Regions from separate parts of the Sus scrofa genome. Here region 1 is linked to region 2. Evidence: chromatin contacts called from public HiChIP or PLAC-seq data. All regions are on one chromosome and are shown on one strand. Each heading gives the region's core, a stretch centred on a gene start, on an enhancer-like site or on the middle of the called end of the contact. The rest is flanking DNA. Distances are from core to core; before and after follow the strand shown. Region 1 overlaps GAPVD1 (GTPase-activating protein and VPS9 domain-containing protein 1). Region 2 overlaps SCAI (protein SCAI).

Evidence for each region. HiChIP or PLAC-seq counts read pairs in DNA pulled down with a chosen protein or histone mark.
Region 1: an H3K27ac HiChIP or PLAC-seq map of alveolar macrophages shows a contact between it and region 2. The contact joins two enhancer-like sites. A contact is called at or near these places in 6 of 47 Hi-C or Micro-C datasets (embryonic fibroblasts, heart right ventricle, retroperitoneal adipose tissue and 2 more) and 1 of 2 datasets of contacts at active chromatin or transcription factors (alveolar macrophages).

Annotation. Positions count from the first base shown.
Region 1 is chr1:265,956,243-265,960,539 of Sscrofa11.1, reverse strand. All of the region lies in intron 3 of GAPVD1 (GTPase-activating protein and VPS9 domain-containing protein 1), which reads right to left. Among named protein-coding and RNA genes, the nearest start is that of GAPVD1, 10 kb to the right of the region's middle. Within about 2 kb of position 1,954, at least 2 of the 83 cell types and tissues checked have an H3K27ac peak or open chromatin away from gene starts, as enhancers often do. A contact at or near this core is called in alveolar macrophages, where this site is marked.
Region 2 is chr1:265,800,402-265,804,412 of Sscrofa11.1, reverse strand. The region is part of intron 2 of SCAI (protein SCAI); the gene reads left to right. Among named protein-coding and RNA genes, the nearest start is that of SCAI, 65 kb to the left of the region's middle. Within about 2 kb of position 1,817, at least 1 of the 83 cell types and tissues checked has an H3K27ac peak or open chromatin away from gene starts, as enhancers often do. A contact at or near this core is called in alveolar macrophages, where this site is marked.

The sequences.
Region 1 (4,297 bases), core at 705-3,204, 160 kb before region 2:
GCCACAGCAACATGGAATCCGAGTCGCATGTGCGAACTACACCACAGCTCCCAGCAATGCCAGATAGCCCACTGATTGAGGTCAGAGATCAAACCCACATCTTCACAGACACCAGTTGGGCTCATTACTGCTGACCCACTACAAGAACTCCAACAGCAAACTTTTTAAAAAGCCAGAATCAGGAGTGGCCTAGCAGATTAAGGACCCAGCACTGTCACTGCTGCAGCTTGGGGCACTGCTGTGGCTTGGGTTTGATCTCAAGCTCAGGAATTTCCACATGCCACAGGTATGGCAAAAAAAAAAAAAAAAAAAAAGTCATTATAAGTATAATGGTTGAGCTTGAAGAGGAGAGTTTTAATTGACTAGTGGCAATACAGTATATGGGTGCTTAGGAAATAAAAACAATTATAACTTCCATGAGTTTCAGGCTTGTCATGTAATAGGCACCAACCAGTTGCTTTACATGTAAATTCTCATTTAATCTGGGTAACACTCCTGAAAGGTACGTATTCTCATCTATTTTTAACAGATGAAGAGACTGAGAATTAAATAACTTGCGCAAGGTCAGATTAATAACTAGCAAAGCTGAGACTAGAATCCAGGTGTATCTGGCTCATGCAGCTTTTAACCACCATGCCATCTGCCTCCCAAGAGTGCTTTAATTTACTGTCAAAGTCACTTCTTTTTTTTTTTTTTTTTTTTTTTTTTGTCTTTTTGCTATTTCTTTGGGCCGCTCCCGCGGCATATGGAGGTTCCCAGGCTAGGGGTCTAATCGGAGCTGTAGCCACCAGCCTACACCAGAGCCACAGCAACTCGGGATCTGAGCCGCGTCTGCAACCTACACCACAGCTCACGGCAACGCCAGATCGTTAACCCACTGAGCAAGGGCAGGGATCGAACCCGCAACCTCATGGTTCCTAGTCGGATTCGTTAACCACTACGCCATGAGGGAACTCCCCCAAAGTCACTTCTAATCACTCTACTCTTTCAACAATTATTAATACGTCAGTGACTATCTGGAAAACTTCTTTCTTAGAAGTTTCAAGCTAGCTGATCTTCTCAGGCTTAGCTGGACTTTAGGACTAAATAACCTAAATTTTATTAAAGAGATGGTATATGAAAGTTTAGAAAAAGTTACTACTGATTAATCCAGATTATCACCCTGGTAATTAAATGCATACACATAGTAGGTCCTATCCACAGTATCTTTTTATTTAAATTTTGTTGGCTGCGCCCACGGCATGCAAAAGTTCCCAGACCAGGGATGGAACCTATGCCACAGTAGTGACCACGCTGGATTCTTAACCCAATGAGCTACCAGGGAACTCCTCAAGACCGAAACATACTAAGAGTTCTGGGTACAGCACTCTAAAGTAAAATGTAATGAGCTCAAGACTAGCTATGTAATCTCTAGTGATTAATATAATCTTCCTGGAATTCAGTTTTTCAACTGAAAAACAGGGAATTATAGGTATCATCCATTTCCCATAATTAACGCTCGATAAATCTCCAAATAGATCTAAGTTCCCTAGCTGGTTCCAGAATATCTCGGTCACCTTGCCCTCTCTCTCTATGAGCTAACTGGGATTTTCTGTGGGCAGGTGGCCCCAGAGAGTAACCAATATTTTCAAAGTGATCTCCACTACCTACAGGTTTACGTCCACAATCTGCTACCAGGCACCAAGCTCTCAACCATGAATCCCTCTTTTTATATCTCCTGTCTCATCTCCCATCATTTCTCCACTTCCCTCAAATCAGATGTTGCCGCCATACTATATCCTAAAGTCTCCAACATTTGCAGATGCTATTATCTAGGTTTAAGAGGCCCACCGTCGCCTTATTTTCAAGTGAACACAAGATTTCTCCTTTAAGGCCCAGCCCCCAAATCTCTTCTCTCTGTGAAGCTCTGGGGGAACTGCTCCTGTCAACAAACAGGGTGCAGCCTTCCTCCCTTACGACACCAAGTGGGAAAGTTATGCCATTTTTAAGGCTCTTTCAGTTCTTCTATTTACATCGTGGAGAAAATCTAAGCAAAGTGCCAGTTTGTCTTCAACACTTCCCAATCTCCCATTTTAATTAAAGGGTAGCAAGCTCCAAACTCAGCACCTTCTGCAAAGAGTAGCAAGTAGGTTTTATAATGTTGTTCTATTTTCATTACATTTAGGTTGCTTTCTATTTAGAGCAAAAGATGTTAGCCTTTCACTATGGTAGCAATACAAAGCTTCTTTAAAAATATGTTTAGGAATTCTCGTTGTGGCACAGCAAAACGAACCCGACTAGTATCCATGAGGATCAGGTTCAATCCCTGGCCTCGTGAGTTAAGGATCCAGCATTGCTGCAAGTAACAGCATAGCCTGAAGATGTGGCTCAGGTTCAGATTTGGCGTGGCTGTGGCTGTGGCGTAGGCCAGCAGCTGCAGCTCTGATTTGACCCCTAGTCTGGAAACTTTCACATGCCGCAGGTGCGGCTCTAAAAAGGGGAAAAAAAAAAAAAGAAAAAAAATTAAAAAAGTTTAAAGGTGTTCCACAAAAAGGACATTAAATAAATAATAGTATAAAAGTATGCAGATTTGGGAAAAATCATGTTACTCAAGGATTAAGCACAGTAAACACTGTTATTTGTTGATGCCAATACCTTGACAGAATTGTTACTTTTTTTCATTACCTAGAAACTTTTCATCACAGTATTTATGTAATATTGATACTAACCTCAGAGAGCAAAAACAGGGCATGACTGTTATTTTTTAATGACCTACAAAGTGATCTATATTCTATCAATGAAATAATTTTAATTTGAGGTTTTATTTTAATTACCCACCACTTTTCAGGGACCTAAGAAATCCATAATAGAGATATGCAAATATTTTTAATAAATGTAATCATGCTGAATTACAATGATCTGTCTATATGTATTTCCTCTTAAAAGACTTAACCTTCAGCACAGGAATAGTTTCTTACTCACTTTACAATATTTTGTTAAATTGCCTGCTTTAAAATCATCAAAATTCATCTCTTTCCAAAAAAATGGAGAGAAAAACACAGTAAGCTTGATTACCTACACTTCTTTCACTCATTAATTCAACAAATTATTAAACACCTACTATGTGCTAGGCACTGACGAACAGGACAGGTTGAGGTCTGCTTTTGAGGGACACACATTCTCATAGGAATACATGATATTCTAATGGCAGTTCTGAGTGGCTATCACAGACTGTATTTCTAAATACCCTCTATTTAGAAACTTCTGCCCATTCCTTTCCATGGTCAGTTAAATCTCACTTAGGCAACAGGGCCCAGCCCAAACTGACCAGTTTCTAGACTCAGTTTTTCATTTGGGCTCATTTCTACCATAGCATTTTATACTCTTTGCAACAAAATATTTTCTCAACAAAACTCCAAGTTCCCTGAAGCAGGGATGTAGTCATCTCAGTATCTGCATTATTTGGCAGAAGAACTGGCATTTAGCAGGTGCTACATCAGCATTTGAAATTATAAGAAGTTAATAAATAAGTGAGTGACTAATGAAGAGCAATCCTCCAGTAAGGAATCATCAGCCAAGCTGCTGTTAACTCAGTTCTAAAATGATTAAAGAACAGTAACTAAATTTAAGTTGAAAACATCTCCTAACTTTCCAATGAGCATGTCTGAAATAATTACTAATGAACCAAAGAAAATATTTCCTCACAATTAAGAAACATATATCATGGGGGGGGGGACATGGAAACAAGTGATACTTTAATATCTTTAGTTGATATTTTTGAAACAAAAGTAAAACATTGTAGAAAACAGAATGGACTTAGTACCAACTACTCCTGGCACAAGTACAGGGAACTCAAAGACACACTACTTTGAAGATTCAAGAACATAAAATAGAGCCAGAAAGCATCTGTAATTCAAACAAACAGTACAAGACTTCTTGTTATGACACCAAAACTCCAGACCCTACCAAAATTAATAAAATCCAAACAGATGTCAATTTTACCCCCAATACACTAATTTTCCAGAGATAAAGACAAACCACAAAAATAATGAAATTTATGCATACAAAATGGCTATTATACGATGCAACTGACATTACTTTCAAAACACCTGGATAGCTAATATGCATGACTTAGTAAATACTCATGTATCTTTACTATTCTGGTTCAAAAACTTTGACTTTTTAAAATTTTCCTTGAGGAGTTCTCTTGTGGCACAGCAGGTTAAGGATCTTGCATTGTTACTGAAGCTTGGGTCACTTCTGCAGCATCTGGCATTGCCATGAGCTGTGGTGGAGGTCACAGATGCAGCTCAGTGGC
Region 2 (4,011 bases), core at 568-3,067:
TGTTAACTTACATCTTAATTCTATCTACAAACACACTATTTCCAAATAAGCTCGCACTGAGAGGTACAAGGGGTAAGGACTTCAACATACTTTTTTGGCTGGGGGAGATGCAATTCAACCCTCAACAAAGTATGTCTTTTTTTCTTTGTCTCTACTTTTTTTGGCTGCCCTGTGACATACGGAGTTCCCTGGCCAAGGATCAGATCCCAGCTGCAGCTGCAAGCACGCCACGGCTGTGGCAATGCCAGATCCTCAACCCACTGAGCCAGGCTGGGGATTGAACCCATCTTCTGGTGCTCCAGAGATGCTTCTGATCTCTGTGCCACAGAGGGAACTCCTCTTTGTCTCCACTTTTATTGTTACCCATGTGGTATGGTTACATACATGCTTTCCATAAATGTCTATAGAACCAGCCTTGTTTGTACATGATCAAATGTATTTTTCCCCACATAATTGATAGATATATGTATTTCATTCATGTCTTAATCTACCATTTATTTTTAAGGAAACCAGTGAAATTGCATTTGTGAAATTGTATTCACAGTTTTATATTAAAGTTTCAATTATCCATGATCTATTAATACTATAAGCATTTGAGGCCATGACAACTGTTTGTATAATATGGAGCTTGGCTTGTAATTTTGCTTCTTTATATTGTCCTTCCCTTTGGTGTCAGGGTTAAGTTAGCTCATTATAATGAATGTCGGAAGGGAAGTATACATTAAAATGAATGTTGGAAGGGAAGTTACCTGTTTTTTTCAGTGGCAAAACTTATTTGTAAAACCACGTGAGTCAGATGTTCATCTTCCCTCTTCTTTCTCTTCACATAATAACTGTGTAGCTCAATGAATTTTCACAGTGTTAACTCCAGGTCAAGAAATGAAATATTTCTAGCATTCCTCTTATTTCCTGCTTCCTCCCTAAAAGGAACCATTATCTTGATCAGTTTGTCAATTACCATAGTTTAGTTTTTATTTGTTTTGTACCTTATGTATTCTTTTGGGTTTTCCTACTTTCACTCAACAGTGTGCTGGGTTCATCCATGGTATTGCAGGTAGCTGTAGTGGGTTCATTTTCATTACACTATAATATTCCACTTATTTATCTATTTCACTATTGATAGATACTTGATTCCAGATTTTGGTAGTTACAGATTTTACTTCTATGAACATTCATGTTAATGTCTTTTGGTGCATACCCAGTGCATATCTGTTGGTATATTCCTAGTGGCTGCGTATACATTAGTAGATATTGCTAAATCTTTTTTTAGTAGTTTCTATTGCTGCACATTTCTTTCAACACATGGGGTTATCAGGTTTTTAAAAAACATTTGAGACATTCTGGTAGATCTGTCATTTTAACTTTAACTTACACTTCTCTGATGACTAATGAAAGTCACCACCCTTTCATTTGGTCATCCCCTTTTGTGAAACGTATGCTCAAGGCTTTTGCTCACCCTCACCCTCTCCTTTTTTTGTTGGACTATTTGATTGCCTTTTCTTACTGACTTGTAGAGGTTCTTCAGTTATTATTTTGGTTAAAAACCCTTTGTCAAATATATATTGCGAATAACTTCCTTTCCTCTGTGGCTTGTCTTTTCACTCTCTTAATGGTATCTTTTTTTTTTTTTTTTTTTTTCTTAACGGCCCCACCTGCAGCATATGGAAGTTCCTGGGCTAGGGGTTGAATCAGAGCTGCAGCTGCTGGCCTGCGCCACGGCCACAGCAATGTGGGATCTTAGCCACATCTGTGACCTACCCTGCAGCTCATGGCAACACTGGATCCTTAACGCACTGAGAGAGGCCAAGGATCAAACCCACTTCCTCAACCCACTGAACCACAACAGGAACTCCTTAATGGTGTTTTTTGATGAACACACTGTGTATTTGATTTTTAAAACTATCCAATTTTTCTTGGTAATCTGTTTAAGAAATCTTTTTTTACCCCATGGTCATAGGGATAGCCTTATATTATCATAACGTAACTATTTTGTTTTACCTTTTATGTTTATATCCACAGTCTACCTAGAATTTACATTTGTGTATGATGTAGGTCGGAGTCAAGATTCATGGTTTTTCTTCTAATTTAGATATCCAGTTGACCCAGCACTAGCTCTTTTCCCCTTTCTTTCTTTTTTTTTTTTTTGTCTTTTTTGTTGTTGTTGTTGTTGTTGTTGTTGTTGTTGTTGCTATTTCCCCTTTCTTTCTTTTTTTAAATAAACTATTTTTTCTGGTTGCCTCACTACCACCTTTGTTACATATCAAGGATCCCCGTACATGTGGATCATTTCTCAACTCTCTGTTCTGTTGTATTGATCTGTTTTTCTCTTCCTGCACCAATACCACAGCCTTCAGCCCTGCAGCTTTACAGAAGTCTCGAAATCCAGTGGAATAAGCCCTTCCATCTTGTTATTCTTTAAGGTTATTTTAGCTGCTTTTGGCTCTTGGTATTCCCATATAAATTATAGAGCCAGTTTTTCCTTTATCACAAACTTAAGATTTTGATTAGTACTGCATTAAATCTATAGGTCAATTTAGGGAGAATTGATGTCTTTATAATTTTGAAACTTTTGAGTTAAAAAGCATGGCATGTTCTGGAGTTCCCGTCCTGGCGCAGTGGTTAATGAATCCGACTAGGAACTACGAGGTCGCGGGTTTGATCCCTGGCCTCACTCGGTGGGTTAAGGATCCGGTGTTGCCGTGAGCTGTGGTGTAGGTTGCAGACGTGGCTCGGATCCCGCGTTGCTGTGGCTCTGGCGTAGACTGGTGGCTACAGCTCCGATTCGACCTCTAGCCTGGGAACGTCCATATGCCGCGGGAGCAGCCCTGGAAAAGGCAAAAAAGACCAAAAAATAAAAAATAAAAAAGCATGGCATATTCTTTTTTTGTCTTTTTGTCTTTTGTTGTTGTTGTTGTTGTTGTTGCTATTTCTTGGGCTGCTCCCGCGGCATATGGAGGTTCCCAGGCTAGGGGTCCAATCGGAGCTGTAGCCACCGGCCTATGCCAGAGCCACAGCAACGCAGGATCCGAGCCGTGTCTGCAACCTACACCACAGCTCACGGCAACGCCGGATCGTTAACCCACTGAGCAAGGGCAGGGACCGAACCCGCAACCTCATGGTTCCTAGTCGGATTCGTTAACCATTGCGCCACAATGGGAACTCCATATTCTTACTTTTCTATTAAATCTTCTTTAATTTTTACCTCTCAGAGTTTCACAGTTTTCTGTGATGAGATCTTCCACATTTGCATTATGTTTATTTCTAATTACTTGTTTTTGTTTGATGCTCTTATAAATGATATAATTTTTCTTTATTTAAAGTTTCACTTCTAATTATTTGTTCTTGGGGCTAGAAATATGGTTGGGCTTTTTATAATTCACATCATATCCCGTAACTTTGCTAAACTCACTGATTAATTCTAATACTTAATCTCTACGTTCTTTTGAAATTTCAATGGAGAAGTTTGTATTATCTATGAATATTGACAGTTTTATATCTATTAGATGGAAATATAATCACATTAAAGAGAAATAGATGAAATTAATTTTAATAGTATATTTTATTGAATAACCAAAATATTGTTATTTAGACATGTCACAATATAAAAATTAATGAGATTTTTATATCCCTTGTTTTCATACTAAGTTTTCTAATTTTGATGTATTTTGCATTTACAACACCTCTCAACTTAGAGTAGCCATGTTTCAAGGGCTAAGAAGCCGCATGTAGCCAGTGACTCCAGTTTTGGACAGTGTAGGTCTGGAGGGTGAAACAAACTTTTTTTTTAACCATCAATTTTTATATGTATAACATTTTACGGAAATGCTGACCTGATAATATGTTAAGTGCCAGCGAGAGATTAGATTTTTCAAGAAAGGTTTTACTGAAAAGATGCCATTTGAATAATATCTTGAAATATGCATACAAGTCTCCAGGTGAACAGCATAGGCCAAATTGTAATGTTGTATGAGCAGGACTGGTTCAGAGACTTGTACGTGTCTCAGTGTGGTT